Regions from separate parts of the Mus musculus genome. Here region 1 is linked to region 2. The links are chromatin contacts, called in public HiChIP or PLAC-seq maps. All regions are on one chromosome and are shown on one strand. The core of a region is the stretch at or near the end of the contact, and the rest is flanking DNA. Distances in the headings are between cores, read along the strand shown. Region 1 overlaps Musk (muscle, skeletal, receptor tyrosine kinase). Region 2 has its middle 13 kb from the start of Musk.

What was found. HiChIP or PLAC-seq counts read pairs in DNA pulled down with a chosen protein or histone mark.
Region 1: a CTCF HiChIP or PLAC-seq map of the NIH/3T3 cell line shows a contact between it and region 2, with 12 read pairs. The contact joins two enhancer-like sites. A contact is called at or near these places in 4 of 39 promoter capture datasets (the 3T3-L1 cell line, 3T3-L1-derived adipocytes, epiblast stem cells and 1 more), 2 of 15 datasets of contacts at CTCF or cohesin (the NIH/3T3 cell line and large pre-B cells), 5 of 484 Hi-C or Micro-C datasets (the C3H10T1/2 cell line, the HPC-7 cell line, the Patski cell line and 2 more) and 4 of 9 other capture datasets (adipose tissue, liver, macrophages and 1 more).

What each region holds. Positions count from the first base shown.
Region 1 is chr4:58,354,868-58,361,656 of GRCm38.p6, reverse strand. Musk (muscle, skeletal, receptor tyrosine kinase) reads right to left here. Exons shown (of 15, transcript NM_001037129.1): 11 at 5,801-5,976. Among named protein-coding and RNA genes, the nearest start is that of Musk, 72 kb to the right of the region's middle. Within about 2 kb of position 2,431, at least 8 of the 459 cell types and tissues checked have an H3K27ac peak or open chromatin away from gene starts, as enhancers often do. A contact at or near this core is called in the NIH/3T3 cell line, where this site is marked.
Region 2 is chr4:58,269,353-58,276,494 of GRCm38.p6, reverse strand. No RefSeq gene overlaps it. Among named protein-coding and RNA genes, the nearest start is that of Musk, 13 kb to the left of the region's middle. Within about 2 kb of position 4,479, at least 47 of the 459 cell types and tissues checked have an H3K27ac peak or open chromatin away from gene starts, as enhancers often do. A contact at or near this core is called in the NIH/3T3 cell line, where this site is marked.

The DNA.
Region 1 (6,789 bases), core at 1,182-3,681, 87 kb before region 2:
AGGAATGGGAAAAACCAAACCAAAAACAAACAAACAAACAAACAAACAAAAGCCAACAACAACAACAACAACAACAAAAACTAAACTAAACTAAAACCAGCTATTAGAGCTATAATGACCAAGTTTAGTTCAACATGGGCAGAACGTTCTCACAGTTAATGGAATGAATTTTAGTTGGGAAAGCCTGCAGAGACACGGCAGAAGAGAGTCAATTGCTTCCAAATCTGCATTTCTAGCTTTCCCATCTCTGCAAGATGGATCCAAATCAGCATTTCAAATGATTAAAATATTAATTCATTACAAACCCTCCCTCCTTCCCTCCCTTCCCTCTTCCCTCCTTCTCTCACTTCATTTATGCCCCCAAATAGTAGCTAACTATTATGGAATCTGAATTTTAGAAGCAAATTATACATTGATCTAAATGGCGATTAAAAGCTTGTCAAGTTATCTGGATGATGGAAAAATAGAAACATTTTTATCTACAGGAGCTTCTGCAGAATCCCTCCTAACCATGGGAGAAGCGATGGGCATCTCTTTTAGAATGAATCTGTTACAACAATCAGGCAAGCTTTACATGTGATGTCTTGGAAATTTAAAAAGAAGATAATATCCCTTCACTGGGAGTCCTGCCTGGGTACAGGAGGTGGCCACTTCAGGGTCCATATCCCCCACGGCCAGGAGTCTCAGCTAGAGTCACCCCAATAGATCTTCTGGGGCCTCTCCCCATCCCAGGTCTCTGGTAAGTCCTAGAGATTGCTCTCCCACTGCCAATCCCCCTTCTCTCTCCCTTGCTCTCTCTCTCTCTCTCTCTCTCTCTCTCTCTCTCTCTCTCTCTATATATATATATATATATATATATATATATATATATATATATATATATATATATATATATATAATTTCCCCTGCCTCACTTCCCTCCCCATCCCCTCTACCACCCAGTTCTTTCCTTCCATAGACCTCTCATATCTATTTTGTTTCCCCTTCTGAGAAAGATTCAAGCATCCTCCCTTGGGCCCTCCTGGTTATTTGGGCTCTAAGGGTCTGTTGATTATAGTGTGGTTATCCTGTACTTTATGGCTAATATCCACTTATAAGTGAATACATGCTATGCATGTCCTTTTGAATCTGGGTTACCTTGTTCAGGATCATATTTTCTAGTTCTATACATTTGCCTAAGAAATTCATGATGCCCTTGTTTTTAGTAGCTGAATAGTATTCCATTATGTAGATGTAGCACATTTTCTGTATCCATTCTCCAGTTGAGAGACATCTACATTGTTTCCAGTTTCTGGCTATTACAAATAAAGCTGCTATGAACATAGACAAATGTCTTCAACCCAAAATGTTTCTTGCCTACAAGATGTGCAGTGACAAAGAGCAGAGACTAAAGGAATGGCCAACCAAGACTGCCCCAAATTGAGACCCATTCCATGGGCAAGAGCCCTGATACTATTAATTATACTCAGTTATGCTTGCAGACAGGAACCCAGCATAACTGTCCTCTGAGAGGCTCCATCCAGCAGCCAGTGGAAAGACATGCAAAGACTCACACTCAAGCATTAGATGGAGCTGCGGGGGGTCTTAGAGAAGAATTGAGAGAAGGATTGATGGACATGAAGAGGACAGTGTTAACTGACCTGGACCTTAGGGGCTCCCAGAGACTGAACCACCAGCCAAAGAGCTAGCACAGGCTGGACCTAAACCCTCTGCACATATGTAGCAGATAAGCAGCTTGGTCTTCACGCGGGTCCCCCAACAACAGAAGCAGGGGATATCTCTGAGTCTGCTGCCTGTTCGCCTACCTGCGAATGCCATTCCCCTAAATTGTCCACCTTGTCTGCCCTCAGTGGGAGAGGATCCACCTCGTCCTGCAGCGACTTGTGCGTGGAGGGGGGAGCGACACTCAGAGGGACACTTAAAGAGGGAAAAGGTGGAATGGGGGGAGAACTTTTGTGAGGAGGTACTGGGAGGAGAGGAAGGGCTGATACTGGGCTGTAAAGTGAATAAATACTTATTTTTTTTAAAAGAAGGTAATAGAGAAGCGTAAGCTAAAACGATGTAAAAATTAGACTTTGGTGATGTAGCCCTAATCAGACAAACTGGGGCTTGAATATTGGCTTTCCCCAACACTAGACAGGTCATGTGGGACAAGCCAGTTGACCTGTTTCTCACATTGACTAGGATGTGGAGTGGAGCATGGTCATGGCACACACTCTTATAGGGCCGTGGGGGGCTTAGGAGAGACTGTATACCCACCATACTAATCGGTTTGTCAGGATTTGGCACACGGTCATTCACTCCCCAGGTTCTTGAGTGATGAGAAAGTTGGAAGGGACAAGAAAATGGATGGAGTGTAGTTCTCCATGACCAGAATAAGCCAGACTGCACTTCTCTTCTTCAAAGGTTTTGAAACAGAGGGCATGTTCCCTGCTGACTGTGCCTGGAAGGTATGTGACATCCCACAGAAGAGACCAACAGTATGCTCAGCACAGAGTAATGTAAATATCTTACAGTCATGACGTGTTCAAGGAGATATTTCACTTCAGCAAAGTAAAACAAACCCAGAAACTACTGAAACCCTAGTTCCCATGTTTGAGCAAGAAGATGATAAGACAAAGATAAAGAAGGATTTTTAAAAAAAACCGCTCTAATGCACCCCCCTTGTGAACTAGAAATGATTTTTGGAATTTATTAAGAAATCAAAAAGCAGGACCATCAAGATGGCTCAGTGGGTCAGATGTTCACAGTTGAGCCTGGTGCACTGAGTTTGATTCCCAGGACTCATATAGTAGAACTGACTCTCATAATTTGTCCTCTGACCTGTGGATGCATGTGAACACACACACACACACACACACACACACACACACACACACACACACACACACTAAATGTAAAAAGATCTTTAAAAAAACCATAAAGCAAGGACTATTTGAGGACTCACTATATTCCATAGAGCACAAGTTGCTGTGTGTAATAAGGACACGTTGCTAGATTACGATAACAGAGATGACTGCTTGCTTTTAACTCAGAGAGCATAGACAGAACCCACCTACATGCAGAAAAAGCAATCCCTTGACAACATTTGGAGCTAATTTTCTCAAATCTATCAAAAATCTCATAAAATTGTTTTCCAAAGACTAGGAAATTAGTATCTGTGGCTAGTTTGTGTTGCTCAGTATTTCAACTTGTAGGAGCTATTTCTCTCCTTCTTCCTGTGGGTCCCAGGGATTGATCCATCAGGATTTACCCTTTGAGCTGTTTTTCTGGCTCTTCTGATGACCCTTTTAAAATCATTTGGTTTAATGTTGCAAGTATTATACTGAAAATAGGGTATCCTGAAGCAACAACAATAAAACCCAACTGTGGTGGTATGAATGGAAATGGCCTCCGTGGTCTGATGTGTTTGAATGCTTGGCCCATAGAGAGTGGTATATTAGGAGGTGTGGCCTTATTGAAGTGGGTTGGAGGAAGTGTGTCACTGTGGGGGTAGGTTTTGTGGTCTTCTACACTCAAGCTATGCCCAGTATGGTACACAGTCTCCTCCTGCTGCCAGTGGTAGAACTCTCAGCTCCTTCTTCAGCACCACATCAGCCTGCATATCACCTTTTCCCCACCACGATGATAATGAACAAAACCTCTGAAACTGTAAGCCAGCCCCAGTTTAAATGTTCCCTTTGTAAGAATGGCTGTGGTCATGGTGTCTCTTCACAGCAATGAAAACCTTAAGACACTCAAAGGAGAGTATTGTATAGTACAGATAGCTTGGGAGAAAGGATTTGGAGTCTTTTTACCTCAAAGAAGTGATAAGTAGGTACCTAGGAGACAGGCTTATCTGAATTTGAATATTCCGCAGGATATTAAAACATGGTACAATACTCCTCAGATATGTCCAATTTTATGTGTCAATTTTAAAAAAGTTAAAAGGAATCTCAAATCCTGATTGCACACCACACCAAACACACCAGGATGTGTATGTGGGGGACCCAGGCAGCCACACTGTTTTAAGCTTTCCAGCTGATGTCAATGTGCAGGACTGAACAGACAATCACTCTGAGCCAGTGCATGGTGGCACACATCTGCGATCTCAGAATTCCAGAACCAAAGCCAAAACGTTTGAGGCCATCCTGAGCTACTTAGTGAGACCATAACCAAACACATCCAGCATTGAGGACGTGGCTCAGATGTGGAATGCTTGTCTGGTACTGAACTGGCCATGAACTTGCTCCTCATGGCCACCCAAATCCCAAGTTTATTTGAGCACCTTCAAAGAAGGATCGGAAAATTCCAGTTCTTCAGATAAAGACAATGGCACAGGTTGGTCTTGAAGGTTTTCATTTTTAAAGGACACAAAGGTGGGTGGGTAAAGAAAGGAGCTTGTTCTGGGAAATGTTGAGTAGAGGGGTACAGAGGATCAAACTCTGTATAAAACTCTCAAAAAGCTACTTATAAATGTGCACAGTCAAAAATGAGATTCCTATGCCATATTAAGACACAACCAGAAACTGAGATTCCAATGACATACTAAGAACTTTCCTCTGTTACTAGTAGAATGATCAATTTTAGAGTTAAAACAAAATACTTTGAAAAGTGGGAATATAGGTGATTCGTTGTCCTTTTCATTTTCCCCCTTTGGTCAAATAATAAGAGGTTCTATAATTAATATAGAATTTGTGTATAATAACTCAAGGACCAAAAGAAGATGAAGAAAAAAAAAACAGTACACTTATTTTCAAAAAAAAAGAAAAAAAGACTTGTCACAAATAAAGATCACAAATCATCTCAATAGAGGAAAAAATAGTATTTGTTTCCATCCAAAAATAATTACATAATATAAAATTGTGACTGCAGAATCAGAAGGCTACATATAAGCTTGGCTGATTTTGCAAACATATGAAATATAAAACAGGCAACCATCTTGAGGTGGAAGATAGTATTTGTTCTATTCCCTGAGTGTTACACACATTCTCTGTGTTCTACTTAGAAGCTAGAAGCCAAGGGAGTGGATGCGCTCTGACACTTGTGCATGGGCGCTAATGATGCTCGCCTAGTACACTGTGTTCTGGATTTAGGGAAGTGTAGTGTAAATATACATGCACGAATCCACTTACAGACACAAATTTCCGAGGCACAAACAAAATTACTTACTTGTTATGTTTTCTTTTTTATAATCTGAGGGGGAAAGGATAAAAATTGGTTTTAAGTAAGCGTTAAGATACCTCTTAGACCCTGTGAGCTACAGCTAAGAAATGTGGCTTTCTCTCTCAGCGTTTAAATGAACGACAGAAAAGCATTCAAATGTGAAGAGTGCGTCTTTGAAACTAAACCAGTCCTCATGCAGTGGCTGGGTTGTGTTTTGTGAGGTCAGCGTTTTCAAACATGTGGCTTATTTCTGCATGCTTAAAAAATCTGCATCGTTGGCTAAGGAAGAGGATTATTTCTTCCATTACGCCATTTCTCTGACAAACTATGAGATGTTCCTTAGCCATTTTCACATACATTCCAGAAAATGTTACACTTGTAAGCTCCTCTATGAAATAAAGCAAGATCCAAGCAGCAGTTAAAAGTGCCCTTTGATTTATTTGAAAACAAATGAAATGAGTCTTTATGAAAGCCTATGCAATTAGGAGAGCATTAGGATTCTGCAATTATGTGTGTAGAAATGGCAAAGCAAAAAACATTATTAGAACAGCCTAGAAAGCCTAAAAATGTTAGGTGCTTTAAGTACAAACGTTCCTTGACTGGAAACAGTAAACATTTCCTTAACTTCCAAAGTCTGGAGGAACTTCTTTGTTACCTAAATATGGCAGTCTTGTGCAGGCTGTGGGGTCCCGGTGCATGCTGGGAAGCTTGCTGCACTCTGGTACCGGAAGGAGATGCATCCCAGATCTGTAGAGGCCCCGGTGGGCCTTTCCTTCCATTGCCTGCCATTCCTTTGCACAGAAGAGCTCCTTTACCGCCAGGCAGTACTCTCTGAAACGGTGTAAGGCAAGAAGACTTGATGAATCATGACGAGTTGAAGACAAACTTGCAGCGGGGCTTAAATTTTGTATTTTTGAAACATCATCACATCGTAAGTGTTTTTCCTTATAGAAGCAAATTTGAAATGAATATACCTTAAATAATGCAAGACATTAAAGATACGGTGTTCTATGCTATGAAATGAAATACTACTCTCTTGCTAGTTTTTTTTTTTTTCTTCAAATTTAGAATGAATTAGAAACAAGTCCTGGTATATCCTCTCTCAAAGTTCATATTAAAAATAAAGGTATAGGGGCTGGGGAGATGGCTCAGAGGTTATGAGCACTCGTTTGTTATCCTTGTAGAAGACCAGGTTCAATCCCCAGCACCCACATGGTGTCTTACAGCCACCTGTAACTGTAGTTCCATGGGATCCAAAGGCACTTGTATGGTACACATACATGCATACAGGAAAACATTCATACACATAAAATTGAAAAAAAAAACCTTAAAAAATAAAGATGCAGAAACAAGGTTGGTTGACAATTTAATGAACATACAAACTAAGAACAGGGGCCATCACCTCGGGGCTGATGGACAGAGATCAAAAAGGAACGTGCTACACTTCAAGGTTCTGCTTGCTTTGCTCCTGGAACACAGCAGCAGCTCCTGTAACAGCTTACAGGAGCGCTTTGGGTTCCTTAGCCAGCCCTTCCCTGGAGAAGCAGAGTCCTGCCCTCAGGGTACAGCCCTTAGGTCGAGACACATGTAATAATCGGAGATGCTGAAGAAGGACTGATTGGGTTAACTGGAATTTGGACATTA
Region 2 (7,142 bases), core at 3,230-5,729:
CAAATGAAACTGACCACAGGCCTCCACATTCCACGTACACATGTATACACGTGTACCCACAGCAACACATACATGTATATGCTCAAAGAAAGCAAAGATTGAGGAATAATTTACTGGGAAGTTGAAGGAAACCCAGGCACATTCATTCTTGTGAGCAGAAGGAAAAAAAAAAGTCCCTGAAGAGGGAAGAGGAGGCCAGCTTGGTCAACCACCACTGAGAGCAAGAGAGGGCTAAGGAGCAGGAAGTGGCAATCCATCTGCATAGCTGGTAACCTTGACAGGCTAGGTCATACCATAGATCTGAGAGCTAGCATGAAATCAAAGCATGGATTAGAAATGTTTCCCACCAGCCCTTCAGAGAACCCTGAGTTGGTTAAGTTCAGCCTGACTTCATTTGATCGGCGGGCTGTTCATTTTAGAAAAACAAAACCGCCATAAAACATTAGAACTGAACAAATTGTTTTCCCAAAGTACCAGCCCCCTTCACTGCCAGATGATTGAAAGATCAAACACCAAATACATCCACATCTCCTTTTTTAGCTAACAATTTCCGTTTGTGCACACAAATTATCAAAGCGCTTCTGTCCATGAATAGCATCACACCGTCTAGCATCATCCATTGACACTGTGCAAAATGCTGACAAGATGCTGAGTCAATAATGGCTCAACAGTGTGCAACATTAACATCCAGAGTCCTTGGAAAGACTCTTTTAGTATAGAAAAATGCACCATTTCAGGGGGACAGCATCCTTTGCTTTAGCCTCTACAAAACTCCGCAGCGCCAGACAGTTCTAGATGAATTGTACCACAGGAGTGAATCAGCATGACACGGTCAAATTATTCACAGTCTATTTTTTGCAACAATCTCTTCGAGCTGATGCAAAGATAAATAAATGTGTCCCAGGCATAACTCTGACGCTCTCTGGAGATCAATTCAATTAAAATATAAAGCCACAGATATGACTTGCTTTTGTAGTGCCCTGGTAATGAGTCGGATTAAGGTCTGCAAACCAACCTCACTCCTGGCCTTTGTTCAAAGTCCCAGTGTGTAGCCCACGAGCCAGACTGGAGGTTGTATTAGGTTAGCCCAGGGAAGGGCCAGAGTGAACTGAGGACTACAGAAAGTCATGGAAATTCTGAGTTATGATCATAGCACTCTATGTACAATTATCCTACATACTCAGAATGATAATTTCTGTGGATGTCTGTTTATGAGTGAAGTAACTGTTTTGGCATCAGCCAGGTGAAATCATGATTGGCTGCATTTTTCTGGATTAAGAAATACTTGGAGACTGCACTAAGCTAATGTGACATTTAGTCAATTTTTTTTTATTCTCTCATATTTTCCTTTTGAAAAATATGTTTCAGATTTTAAAATAACAAGAAAAAAAAAACAATGATTTAAGTTACCATGTTTTAAGTATGTTTAAGTATGGCCATAACTTAGGTAATATTATATATATGTGTGTGTGTATATATACATATATGATATATATATATATTTCATATGACATGTAGAAAATATATGTCCAATAATATTTAAAGTACCCTATATACATTCTCATGTATATTTTTATTCTCATTGATGATTACAAATTTTCTTTTAATAAACAGATATAGCATCATCTGTGCACTCATTCGGTTTAAGTTTTGCAATTTAACTGTGAGAAATAAAACTGCCAATATCTGACTTATTTATTTTTAACTCATCTTCTAATTAAAACCTGCAGGTAAATATAGAATTTAGTTACTCAGTCAAAGTCTGTATTTATGAGGCCCTGTGTGTATGTTTCCAAATTTCCTTTCAGGTATTTTCTCCAGTATTCTACCACATGAATTCTACTCACACGGATTCTACCATACTATATTGATAGTTTTATTGATGATACATTAATTGTTGAAGAAAGAACCTGCACTATTTTGTCCTTAATGTGAAATTTAACCTTTTATGAAGTATGCTTGATGCCTGGTGTGTGTTTGACATTAGTAAATGTTGACTGAATGAACCAGAGACCCTTAATAACCATGGAGAGTTTCATTTATAACATAAATATAAGTTCAAGTCTTTTCACTCACAATCTATGTCCTAAAACTTGTAAGACAATTATGATGATTACCTGTGTGGTTAAGGAGGTGGGAATGTTGATTGTTTTTCTTTTCCATATTTTTATTACATTTGAGTGTGTGTCTGTGCCTATGTTTTGTGTGTGTGTGTGTGTGTGTCTGAGGTGTGTGTGTGTCTGAGGGGTGTGTGTGTGTGTTGTGTGTGTGTGTCTGAGGGGTGTGTGTGTTGTGTATGTGTGTCTGTGTCTGAGGGGTGTGTGTGTGTGTGTGTCTGAGGGGTGTGTGTGTTGTGTATGTGTGTCTGTGTCTGAGGGGTGTGTGTGTGTGTGTGTCTGAGGGGTGTGTGTGTGTGTGTTGTATGTGTGTATGTGTTGTGTGTGTGTGTCTGTGGTGTGTGTGTGTGTGTCTGAGGGGTGTGTGTGTATTGTGTATGTGTGTGTGTGTCTGAGGTGTGTGTGTGTGTGTTGTGTGTGTGTCTGTGGTGTGTGTGTGTGTGTTGTGTGTGTGTGTCTGTGGTGTGTGTGTGGCTGTGTCCGTGTCTGTGGTGTGTGTGTCTGAGGGGTGTGTGTGTGTGTTGTGTATGTGTGTGTGTATCTGAGGGGTGTGTGGTTTGTGTGTGTGTGTGTGTGTCTGTGTGGTGTGTGTATGTGTGTGTGTGTGTGTAATGGTGCATGTGCAGAGTTTGAAGGACAACATTCTTTCTTTCTACCACACAGGTCCTACACATTGAACTCAGGCTGTTTGGTTTGACAGCAAGCCTGTTTGTCTTCTGAACCTTCTGATCAGTCAGTCCTCTTTCTAAATTGGATGATCTGTTCTTTGTATAATGCAGATATGTTCCTACTGAGAGAGTGGAAGTAAAAGTGATACAGTTGACATCAGGGCTGGGGAAATAGTTTAGCAATATAGAATTTGCCCTGGATACCCAAAGACCTGAGTTCTATATTTAGGTCTACCATAGACAGTTGCCATCAAAACTAGGTCCACACATAATGATTGAGTACATAACATTATGACATGTAGACCTAGTCGATTCTAAACTGGAAAGAATTCGGTACAAACTTTTTAATATAGTCCCATATCTAATTAAATTGTGTTATAAAATTCTACTAAACCATGAAAACATGGGTAAATATCTTCAGAGGTTAGTACTGATGGTACCCAGCCAAGGAATCTCCCAGGGTAATTGAGATTTATTTTTCAACTGGGCTTCTGATTTCTCTTAAATTTATCATTAGTAGGATGGTGTTAATATGCTCTATTGGTCTCTTCATCAAGTGTTTTTCACCCACTCATATAGTTCATCCTGAAAAGAATGCTAGAAGACAGGGGCTAACACCTCCTCACTTCACAGATGAAAGGACTGAGTTTCTTTCAGTCAAGAAAACCTGGACCTAACACCAATGCTCTCAGCCCTTACCCGTGGATTCTCTCAGTCATGCAACAGATATTTGTTGTGTGCTTACAAATGTGCCGGGCACTGTGCTGGGTCCTAGGAGTCCGGTGGTGCTCAAAACAAGCACGGTGCCTGCTCTCTTTGAGGGTTCAGTAGGAAGAGCAAGGATTAAATACGGAAGCGCAAGTTGAGATAATAGCTATAAAGAGAAATTACAGGGTGCTCTGGGGTGCTCTGAAGGCTCCCTTCCTGAGATACGACAACCAGCAAAGGTTGCTCTGGGAGAGTGATAATTAAGCTAAGAGTTGATGGATTAGCCTAAGTCGATGAAAACCTGGGGAAGAATGTAGGAGGTTCTGAGAAGAGCATGGCCGAGTGTTTTCTAATCCTTTGACAAGCTTTCACAGTGAGATCTATCTTAGCCCCGGGTCATTAAAGATCAATTTCTCTGTGTCCCCCTCTTCTGACTTTATATTCACTACATCTGCTTTTAGGGACGGATATTTGCTTTCCATTCAGCTTGACAATAAGAAGAATGCGCTGACTGAGCAAGCCTTTGCTGCTTGTGTTTGTTAGGAGAGTCCTTCCTCCTTGCAACTTAGTAAATCCATGTTATAGCAATCTCGAGTACGTTGTCTTCTTGTGAAGTCTGCTCACTGCAATGGTCTAGCTTCTGCATTGTTCCTTCCCAGTTTCCACCAGCCTTCCCTTCAATGCTCCAAATGATTCTGTCTTGACCACCCTCACTTTTCCATGTGCAGCTCTAGAAATGGGTCATATTTCCTTTAAAAGAATGATGTCTTTAAACTGATAATCGATTTAGTGAGCACGCACTCCTTGATTATATTGATGGGGTTTAGTGTAAAGAGAATCCATTTGGAAGACAGTCTGAATGAAATCATGTTCGGAGTATTCGGGGAAGAAAACAGAGACCATCTTGCCTTGGCAGTCATGTGCTGAGTGACTAATGCTGGTGTTCCTTTATGAGACTGTTTTATTATAAAACTGTAGTAAACCGTGCTGGCATGTCCCCACAGCCAGCATGGAAATGAACTTACTCATAATATTTACTTCTTCTCCAGAGTGCCTAAGCAGACCTGAAACATCTGAACTAACAAAAGTCCTCCAACTTATAATATGTCCCAGCTGTTGTGAGGCTTGTGTGCGTGCCTCTGTGTGTGTGTGTGTGTGTGTGTGTGTGTGTGTGTGTGTGTGTGCACCTCGGAGGGGATTTCCTTGTATTTATTCATTTATGTGCCCTTTGCAGTAGGGCAAGCTCCGTCCGACTGGAATTCCATGTGTCTTTCCTGAGCATTTGTTATGTGTAGAACATTGGCTCGTGTCTAAAATGTCTTCCAAGCAGGACGCAGCTGAGAGCCATGAAAGATGAGATTGTATATTGTTTAGGCACAGTGATATGACTGAGTGGTATTTTCACAGTCAACAATTCATTTTTCTGCCAGTACAGAATGCCACATTATTAACAAGCGGGTATTATCTGGTGACTCTCATGAAAAGATACATTTGTATTACTGTTTTCTATTATTAATTGTTTATGAGCAGCTGGTTAACTTTTAATATTACAGAGATAAAAATCATCAGGGGCTCTATTAAATTTGGTTCTTTTTTTTCTTATCATCTTCTCTAAGTTGGGAGAACAAAGCAAGACAGGTCATAAATGTCTCAAATTTGAAAAAAAAATGTAAGGAGTGCAAGAAAAACCCATTATGTGTCTTTCCCACCTTCTTTCTAAACAGGAGCATTTACTCAAGTAACTGAACTTAACTCTGGGGTTACAGCAATGGGCAAGTCTCTGAGCAAGAAACTTGCAGCTTGGCCAAGGAGAAGAGTAATGATATCAACAATTAATACTGAGTGCAGGGCTTGGGGATTCAGTGGTAGAATGCTTGCCTGGCCAAGATCATGAGTTATAACCACAGCACCAGAAAAAGACCAGAACACAAGGGCATAGGTCAGCTGATGGAAGGCTCATCTAGAATACTTAAAAATCTACCTTCTTTATTCAGCTTTACAGAAACAGGGCACAGTGGGGCACATGCGCAATCCTAGCAACAGGAGGTGGAAACAGGAGGATCAGAAGTTCAAAGGCATCCTTGGCTTCCTAATACGTTTGAGGCAATCCTGAGGTCCATGAGACCTTGTCTGGGAAGTAATAGGCAGGTTGTAAGGAGGGAAGAGGGGAGAGAGGACAGTGTCAGAGAGGTGTGCTGAGAACACATGGGAGTCTGAGGATGCTCACACAGATTGGCGTTTGAGCTGAGAAGTCAACTAGGCACATAGGAGGTCAGGAAAAGGAGTATTTGGGGAAGAATCCCAGGAAGTGGATTCCATAGGATGCAGGGATATGAGAGCTATTCTTGCATGATTTTTCTTTCATTTTGTGCCTTTTTGTGGCTGCCAAGTGAAAGCTATATGCCGAAGGGTGCAAAGGAAAAAAATTAAAAGGAACAGACAGAATCACTTTGCATGCCTCATGGGTTATTCTCAGACCTCATGATATCATCTCAGGAGTGGAACACCTGCCTAATATGTATAAACTTCTGGGTTCAATCTCCAACAACAACAACAACAACAAATTAGAAAAGATAGAAGCAAGTTTTTAATTATGTGTAAATAAGTAAACAAAAATCTAAAGTTTCTAATGCAGAAATTCACCACTGCTATAGTGTGTTGTGTGTGTGTGTGTGTGTGTGTGTGTGTGTGCACAGACATGTAGTTTTGCTCCTAAGTCTCCAGGCCCTTCACCCTTCCACTTTCAGGACCTGCTATGGCATCAAGACCCTGTCTATCATTAATGATGCTGCAGCTTCCAGATTCTACTTTCCATGTAACTAAAGCATATCGCATGATCACATGACCAGGATGAGCCAATGAGATTCTTCATGCAAAAACAAAGCAAAATGTTGCTTTAGGGTTCATTCATCATGGCGCATGGCAGCAGCAGCAGAGTCTGAAGGATCAGCCATGGTGACAGGAAGTCACAGGGTCCAGCAGCTCCTGGGCTGAACTTGAAAAAGTGCCTCCCAGCCATGACCTTGTTTTTCACTCAGATTTCTAGTTTACGTATTTAGGCTTGTGGTTGATTTCTAGAGCTTCACACTCTTCTAGAAAATTCCTCATAGCATACATTAGATAGAGCTGGTGTTGGTTGTTGACAGTGAGAATGACAGGCAACAAAAGGGGCGTTTTGGGGGGGTTGTTTTGATTTGAGCTCTACCTGATGCTGTACTTTGTACTGTCCCACAAACAGAGTTTTCATAGGCATAAAAAGTTGTTACCATAACTCCTCACGGCCCAGCACTGGGTTCTCCCAATGTGAAGTTCAAGTGATTGGCATTTAGCTACCAAGTATCATTATTTTATAACACCATGTATTGTGCCCACTCATTGGTCCCAGGTGATCTCCCAACAGCCTCCTGGGCATCAACCATGTTTTGCATTTTTAACTGAGACTTCACAGAAATCTTAAGCTCCACCATTGAGTTTGGTCTCATCATGGCTTACATGCTGGGCCTTGCACTACATCTCACAGCTGAGCCAACTTTAAAATGTGACCTATTTTATGGTGCAGTACAAGCCAAGGCCTCTGAGTCCTTAATATGGGGTGGGTGGGTTGGTTGGTTGGTCTAACATTGAATGTAAGTCAATTGTAGCTTGCACA